Linked DNA regions of Cricetulus griseus: region 2 is linked to region 1. A link is a contact called in public Hi-C data. All regions are on one chromosome and are shown on one strand. Each heading gives the region's core, a stretch centred on a gene start, on an enhancer-like site or on the middle of the called end of the contact. The rest is flanking DNA. Distances are from core to core; before and after follow the strand shown.

Region 1 (4,437 bases), core at 125-2,624:
CTTCATGATTTCGCAAAGGATCCTGATAAACTTTTGTCCACTGATAAGGCCGAGTGTCCAAAGCACCCACATTGAATTCCACTGATAGGTTGTGTGACATCGTATACGAAGAAAGAGATCTATGCTGGGGACTCTGGAGTGCTGGCAATGAGAGAGGATGGCAGTGATAGGCACAGGATTCTTCTAGAAAGGGTGACATGCTGTATACAGGTGTTGGTTATGGGTATTGCCAGCCTCAGGCTTTGATCTCCTTAGCCATTTTTCTTGTCTGATTTTATTTTGTTAATTAAAGAAAGCCTGTTTTCAATAACTCTAAACCAAGACTTGTTTATTGTACAGGAAACTATTAAAACATTAATGGGCCATGAGTGGCCTCGCTTACCTTTTCGGCCTTATCTTTTCACCACTTGTGTTGTGTTAAACTCCTTCCAGAACCCTGCAAAGCCAAATGTTTCCTCCCTGCTGGCCCTTGGCACAGGCTATGCCTTTTGCTTGCTATGCTAACACTTGCTTGTCCCCAGGGTCTAAGATTAAATGACTTTTTTCTTTTTAAATTACATATGTGTGTGTGTGTGTGTGTGTGTGTGTGTGTGTGTGTGTGTGTGTGCCCCCAGTGGGATGTGGAGGTCAGAGGACACCTTTGGTTGGTTCTCTTTTCTTTGTGGGTCTCAGGGTTTGAACTCAGTTTGTCAGGTTTGACAGCAAGCACCTTTACCATCTGAGCCATCTTGCCAGTCCCGTTTTTTTCTTAGGGCCTTTTTTTTTTCTTTCCATTTTTTAAAATTTAAATTAGAAACAAGATTGTTTTACATGTTGATCCCAGTTCCCTCTCCCTCCCCTCCTCCTCTGCCCCCCACTAACACCCTACCTATCCCAAACCCTTTCTGCTCCCCAGGGAGGGTGAGGCCTTCCACAGGAGGGGGGTCTTCAGAGTCTATCATATCCTTTGGGATAGGGCCTAGGCCCACTCCTGGGTGTCTTGGCTCAGGGAGTATCCCCCTATGTGGGATGGGCTCCCAAAGTCTAATCCTATGCTAGGGATAAGTACTGATCTAAGACAGGAGCCCCATAGATTTCTGAGGCCTCCTCTGAGGGTCTTTTCTTCAGTGTCTTTACCCACAGGGTTTTGATGTGTTCATCTAAATTTTTCTATTACCAATAAAGACTCTGGAGTCAAATATTGGGGTGAGAACTCGATAAATCAAAGAAGCTACGGAGGAGCGATAAATTGACCTTCTCTCCACACTTCCCAGATGGGAGAGACCACACAATCTCTAAGTCCCTCCCTACTCCTTCCTGTTCATATTCTCTGTCTGTATTCTTGGCTTCTCTATGGCTAATTCAGGTTAGCTAGTCCCTGGCTCCACCTCCCCTGACTCAAGGTTAACTTTATTAACACAGTCTGGGGTGTCAATTACTCCACAACAGAGTTTATCTGTTACTATGCTGGGACTATAACAGTCTGCTTCTTCCCAAGAAAGCTATGTATGCTCTCAGGTGAGGCATGCCCAGGGTCTTGCCCAGTGACTGGCAGAGGAGGTCCTGGGCACATGTTGTTAAGTAAGGGAAGAAAAGAAAGCAACACCCCAGTTCCCAGAGCCAGGTAAAAGCTTTACCCCTAGCAAAGCACTGTATCCAGATGGGTGTCCACAGCACAGCTAGGCCACACATATGCTCACAGCACATGCTTTGGCCTGCTGCAGTGATAGGCACCCTCCCTAGAGAGGCACAAGTCTCTAAGGGCTGCCCCAGGCAGTTCCGACTGAAGAGCTTTTGCAATGGGGCCAACTGTGGCCAACTGCGTCAATGGCATGTGCAATAGTTTTGTAACATGGCCTTCTGCCTGCTTACTACATACACTGCACTTGTCCAAACCACCGTTCCCTAGAGAATGACTATGCTGCTCCCAGCCAAGACCTCTGCTTTGGTTCAAACCTCAGTATGGGAAAACACTAATCTTTTTTTTTACCCAATAAACCATCCAGTACCTACAAAGTTTGAAAGTGCATCCACAACTCAATCCTGCAGGCTGTTCCACAGTTGGAATCTCACCATATCCCAGCTTACCCTGGTGTCACTCTTACCATCAAGTCAATTTTCTTCTTGATCTCCCTTTATATTTTCCTCTGTTACTCTCACCCTATGAAACCAAAGACTTTCGTGTTTTAAAAATTGCCCTCTGGCCCACTTGGGTTTGCTCTGAAGACCTACTTGAGGGCTATTTTCCATGGGTCACACTTGGACTCTGGAGTTCAATGTCACAGGAATACTGGCCACCTGCACCCAGTGGGCTAGTTAGATGATCTTCGTCAAGGTTGGCAGTGTCTGAGTCTCAGCTTTCAACTCCATGTAATGGAAATATCTTCATCCATATTGAGGGGATTGATGAGGTAATACCTGACTGAGAGCAAGTTCAGGAAACCAAGATCTGGGTTCTCCCATTGTTAATTATGGCTGGCCTGAGGGTCCATGTGGGGTCCTAAAGGGGACCCATTTCCTAAGACAGTGGTCAGTCATATTGGATGATCTATCTATCTATCTATCTATCTATCTATCTATCTATCTATCTATCTATTTAATTTTAAAGTGGTGACTGTGCTAGCTCCCTTTACTAGTTGCAAGGGAAAGTTCTTGAGAAAATAAAAAGCTGCCTTTAATTGTGGTATTAAAATCAGAGCAGTGAAACCTACAACACAAAAGGAATTGGCTCAAGACCCTGAAAAGCACCAGGCTAAACTGCAGGCCTTCCAGGCTGGGGATGAGGGGCACAGGGAGGGAGGGAGACAGGGAGTAGTCAGGAAACCAAGTGGGACAGAAACAATCCTATTTTGGTTTTTGTTAGTGAATGGCATACTACATAGATCAGAGACTTCTTATAAAACACAAGCCCCCACTGTACACAAAGCACAGGAAAACGTGAGGAAAGGGAGGGGGGAGTAAAAGCAGCTTAGGGTGTGTTAACGCTGCTATTCTGTCAGCTTAAAGAGTATTTTATGCTTGATCAACAGCTCTTTTTTATTGTGCTTTTCTTTCATTCATTGAAGACATCAAAGCGGGCCCCACCAGCGTACCTGCCCTTCTGGAGAGCTTGGGAGGAGGGTCTAATGAAGCCAGCCTCTGGGAGCCGGAGACCCCCGTGGACACGGCAGTTCAAAGGGAATATTTCAACAATGATTACATTTTGTAAATCTTTTTATGAAAGAGACAGCTTATTTCCTGCTTTTTCATGAAAAATAGGTTCTATCCATTAAAGTGAGTCCGAGCCACGCAAGCTGCCTGAGATCTGAAGTGCAGGCCTGGAGATTAAGGGGACAACGACCCTCCCCCGATGAAATTGTCTTGAGCTCCTATCTACTGGGCTGGGGTGACAGTTCCGGATGTGCTGGGTGGAGCTGAGGTGGTGGCAGGGCCTTGCATGCTTGACCTTGGTATGAACGTGGGGCAAAAGAAGTGTGTGTGTGTGTGTGTGTGTGTGTGTGTGTGTGTGTGTAGGGGACTTGGGGTTCAATTTTCTCCCTGGGACCTATGCTTAAGATTAGTTCTCTTTTATGTTTTGAGTCCACAAAGATCAACATATCAGGAAGCGTCTAGTCACCAATCCTTCTATCCTGTACAAGCAAGACAAAAGATGGTTTTTCCTTCCATTTCATTAAGTGTTGTATTAATTCCTAGAGATATAAGACAAACCCTTTTCCATAGAGGAAGTCAGTCATTAAAAAGATGGGTTTTGTTTTAAGACACAAGGAGGGCTTTATTAGGATCTGACGGTTGTCTTAAGAGGTAGGGGCTAGCCCTTTGTAAGTTTTGATTTTTACATTAAAGTATTCTTTCCCCTAACTTTTTCCTTCTTGTTCAGGGAGAAAGTTGTGTAGAGTGGGGTCAAGAAAGGGACATGATTTCCTGGGTAGCTACAAAATGAAAAAAAAAAAAAGAGTATGTTTTCTACATATTGGATTCCAATTTTTATTAAATGCCTGCTGTCTAACAAGGGCAGACAGTCACACTTGGGGTTGGCTGAATAGTGGCCCAGGGAGGTAACTTTTCTGTTTGAAGAGACAGGCAGGGGACTGGAGGCCAGTGCTCAGTAGAGCATGGCCCTATTCTAATAACCACTCTACCAGAGCTGTTCTTCCCAAACATGGCTTCGGTTTTCAGCACACCTACCACGAGGGCTGCTATTCTCACTGTGTAGGTAGATAAAGCCAGGAAAGGGAAAAGGAACGTGGCAGTTAGAAGCCCAGTTATTTCAGAATTCTCCCACAGGCATCCTGCAACAGAGTGCCAGGAGATCTGGCCCTGTGCCAGGAGCAAACTCCAACTCTCACGCTTCAGCCCCTGGGGCCTTTGAGACTGTACAACACCTGCACCTTCATATGCGGTTGTTGTTTTAAGACAGGGTTACATGTAACCCAGACTGGCCTTGAAGTACAGTCTAGG
Region 2 (4,087 bases), core at 146-2,645, 360 kb after region 1:
ACTAGGCCTGGCAATATTCCCGTTAAAGCTAATACTAGAGAAACGTGAAGTGCTGGAATTCTAGACCAGAGTGCTAAAATTGTCTCTCAAATCCCTGTTTCCACAACTATACTTTCCATTTTACTCATTTTTTCCTTGGGGATCCCCACCTCCTGAAGCATAATAGATTAATAGAAACGCACCCACTTTTCTCAAGATAAGAACTGTCAGTAAATTTAAGAGGTGGTGTTGCAACCAAGAGTTACCAACTGTACATACCCGTCGCCATTGTTTATTTAAATTTACCCCAACAGTTCTTTAAAGACTTGGAAAAGTGCAACAAGCGCTGATTGAGGAAAGAAAAAAAAATCGAGTCAGGTGTGTTTTTTACTTTTTCAGACCCAGGAAAAGAACTCCGAATGAAAGAATAAGCTTTGTGCATAGTATTGTTTAAACACTCTTCAGTAGCTGTAGGCTTTCCTCCGCTAGACCTCTAAGAGTCCTCCAGTTCCGCTTTCACTTTCCCCCCCTCACACCGAGGCTAACCAGCTCAACAATCTTTGGCCCGAGGCCTCAGGTGGCTAGCAGAGGACCCCCCAGGTTTCCCCCTGACCACAGCGCTCAACTTCACAAGAACGCAGAAGTAAGTTGCAGACGGAACAAATCATTCACCCAGTTCAGCTACGAGCTGCGGTAGGAAGGACTTCGGCGGATCCGCAAGCTGAGTCGAGCGCTCAGGGACCACGTCCGCGGGTGGCCGCTGCAGGACCAGCCAGGCCGGAGGTTGTGGCACGGCTCTTTGCGTCTTCCCGCCCCGCGGGATGACACCGGTCACTCGGCGCCCAGCCACCAGGCGACCCCACTCCTGCCTACCCCGCTCTGCTTCCCCTCCCCGCGTGTTCCTAGCCGAGCTCTGGTGTGACCCCCCCCCCCCATCACGTACACCTCTACGCGCGTGGTTGGGCTTAGAATCTGGAAACTTTGCAGCGAAATCGCACAAGGTTCAGGGAAGGGCCAGAGGGAAGGGAGACCTCACAGGCCACAGACACCCTCCCTGGCTGCCGAGTCCTGGGTAGGAGGCCGTCCTCCGGTCCCCAAGCTGGACCAGCAGGTGCACCCTGTCGCATTCCCTTCCAAGTCTTTTGAGATTCGGCCTTTTAGAAATTGTAAAGTTGTCCCGCCCCGCCCCACACTCATAGGGTCACACTAGGGGTCACACTGTCCCCGGCCCTCTAGTTCCACTGCTGAAGTTGGGGAAAGGGGTAAGCTGCAAGTGGCCTGCGCTGCTGGAGATTGGGGTTCAAGCACCGCCCAGGAGCGCCCCGCTGGGCGATGAACACTTGGAAGTCGGTCACCAGGCTCGATTTCTCGGGAAGCGTAGCTTAACCGCTCCGCCCGCCCCAGGGGAGCGGGAGGGAAAGAAGTAGGGGAGGGAAGGACGATTTACATTTTTTTTTAAGAGAAGGCAGCTGGTGACCCTGGACCTCACCCTTCAAGTTCCCCTAAGCGAAGCAGGGCGCCACCTACAGTCGAGTTGTAACTAGCAGGATAGTGAGAAAGCTGGCCAAGTTACTGTGGCCGGGTCCTAGCAAGGCAGAGCCATCTCATCCTAGTCAGTCCAGAGGGACAGGTCCGTCTGTTGGCCGCAGCAGACCAGAGAATACCGAGAATGTGTGTGGGGGCGTGTAGACGCCAGGAAACAGCAGTAGCAGCTCCGATTGAACATGTTTGCGTTCTGAAGGTTTGGCTGGATTTTGATCCCATAGGATCCCATAGGATCCTCAAGGTTTCAGCCAAGAACAGTCGGTTTCATCAGAAACCGTATTTGTGTGACCTTGACAAGTCGCTCAGTCAGACACTCTTCTTTACCCCCTCCTTCAGAACAATAGCTGTGTGATAGGGCTGCCTCTTCTTCCTCTTATTTTTAATAACGAGACAGAGAAGGTGAGAAACTGCTCATGCTAGGAGCACCTACCTATTTCTAAAATGAAAAGGAAAACCTTTTAACGCCGGGCGTTGGTGGCGCACACCTTTAATCCCAGCACTCGGGAGGCAGAGGCAAGCGGATCTCTGTGAGTTCGAGGCCAGCCTGGTCTACAGAGCGAGTTCTAGGACAGCCTCCAAAGCCACAAAAGAACCCTGTCTCGAAAAACCAAAAAAAAAAAAAAAAAAAAAAAAAAAAAAGAGACGAGAAAGCCAGCAAACGAGTGGCCGATTCGAAAGCAGGCTATTAGCTATTCTCTCTATCTAATCTCCCCATAGGCAAAGGAAACATTAATGGATGGCAATGACTACTTAATTATAATTTTACCTTATACATTGCTAACTACCATTTGGATGTCTTACTGTATAGGATATACATTATTCCCATTGTTAAGATGAGGACATACAGTCCTGGAGATGCAAGCTCCAAGTGTTTTGCAAAACCTGTCTTTGATGTGCAGTATTAGGCATTGGGAGAGCCTGTTAGGAGTTTTACATAGGAAGACCCATGTTTTTTTTTTTTTTTTTTTTTTTTTTTTTTTTTTTTTTTTTCATTAGCACCTCTGGAAAGTAGGACTGAAAGTTCACAGGAGAGAGAATGGAGGATGAGGAAGGTCGAGGGGTCACTGTTGTGGGAGGTAAGGTAAGAGGCAAGGGTTTACATTTACATTACACCTTACATTTCCAGGTAACAGTGCATCACTGAGGCAAGGAAGAGCAGGAATTCAAGGTTAGACCCTGGAGACAGGAACCCATGGGGGAATGTGCTTCCTGGCCTGCTTTTCAAGGGAGTCACTTTAAGAAGTGTCAGAGTAGGGTCATAGCTACACATAAAGTGACTTACTGGCATCAGTTTTGGATTACTTATAAAAGTTGTCAAGCTGGTGGTGGCCCATGCCTTTAATCCCAGCACTCCAAGAGGCAGGTGGATCTCAATGAGTTCAAGGCCAGCCTAGTTAACAAAGCAAATTCCAGGACAGCCAGTACTATACACAGAGAAATCCTGTCTCAAAACAAACAAACAAACAAAAACGAAAAACCCCAAAACAAACAACAACCCTCCAACAACAACAACATCAAGATAAGCCAGGCAGGAGAGCTGGCTACTTCATGGTTTTGCCATCCTGAAGGGACGGCAGAGGCTGGCTCTTCAGCCTAAGTAGTGATGATTATTGCAACGTTTCCTCAGGAAGTGTTGACAGTGGAAGAAAGAACAATGGGTGGGGGTAGGCAGTAGGTGAAGCCAGAGACAGATTGACTTATATTTCTATTAATATAATTAGCCTATGCTTACCTAATGGTCCACACAGCCAAATCTCATCAAACAGCCCAGTGAAAAGTTTACTTTAATATAGCAATTGCTGTCCTGGCATCTGAACCACAGCAATTGTGCTTTGTTGCTCTGGTTATGAGAATAATACATTAAGGTCACCCCCACCCCAACCCTAGGGCCTCATGCATACTGGCAAGTGCTCTACCATTTAGCCATACCTCAAGCCCAATATACATATTCTACATCAACTGTGTCACTGCTTTGTGTCCTTGTAATAGTAGTGACATTTCATAATGAAAGGTTTGGGTTACACAGAGAAGCAAATTATACTTCTTTCAGCATTTTGGGGTTGCCATTGTGGAAAATTATGCATGAGTTCCCCTTCGTATCCATCAAAGCGTAAAACCCAAACCACCATTCCTATTCAGAGTGCCTCCTTCACACCAGTAGAATAACCAGACTTATCAAATGGCTTCAAAGTAGAGCAGAGAAAATGGCTCCATCTATAAAGTTCTTTGTGCATAAGTATGAAGACCCAAGTTCAATCCCCAGTACGATGTCAAGAGCTAGGGAGAGAAGATTTTTAGGGCTTGCTGGTCCGAAGTCCGCCAAGTTGGCAAGCTCCAGGTTTAGTAAGAAACTGTCTCAAAACTTAACATTACCTCTGGCCACACACACACACACACACACACACACACACACACACAGCCTAAAAGGTTTAAGTTGTAGCTGTGTCTGTAAAGGCAAGCATCCTATCTACATGCTCCTGCCAGCTCCAGCTGTGATCCTTCATCTTGCCAATACATTACCGAGAGCCCAAACTTTGGCAAGTTGTTTCCAGTCTCCACACAG

The links. A called contact is a pair of places that touch in the nucleus more often than the background predicts.
Region 2: a Hi-C map of fibroblasts shows a contact between it and region 1, with 5 times the contacts expected there. The contact joins two enhancer-like sites. A contact is called at or near these places in 3 of 8 Hi-C or Micro-C datasets (the CHL-YN cell line, fibroblasts and liver).

What each region holds. Positions count from the first base shown.
Region 1 is chr2:51,379,172-51,383,608 of CriGri-PICRH-1.0, forward strand. The region is part of intron 10 of Nfia (nuclear factor 1 A-type); the gene reads right to left. Among named protein-coding and RNA genes, the nearest start is that of Patj, 270 kb to the left of the region's middle. Within about 2 kb of position 1,375, at least 1 of the 6 cell types and tissues checked has open chromatin away from gene starts, as enhancers often do.
Region 2 is chr2:51,736,471-51,740,557 of CriGri-PICRH-1.0, forward strand. No RefSeq gene overlaps it. Among named protein-coding and RNA genes, the nearest start is that of Nfia, 19 kb to the left of the region's middle. Within about 2 kb of position 1,396, at least 2 of the 6 cell types and tissues checked have open chromatin away from gene starts, as enhancers often do.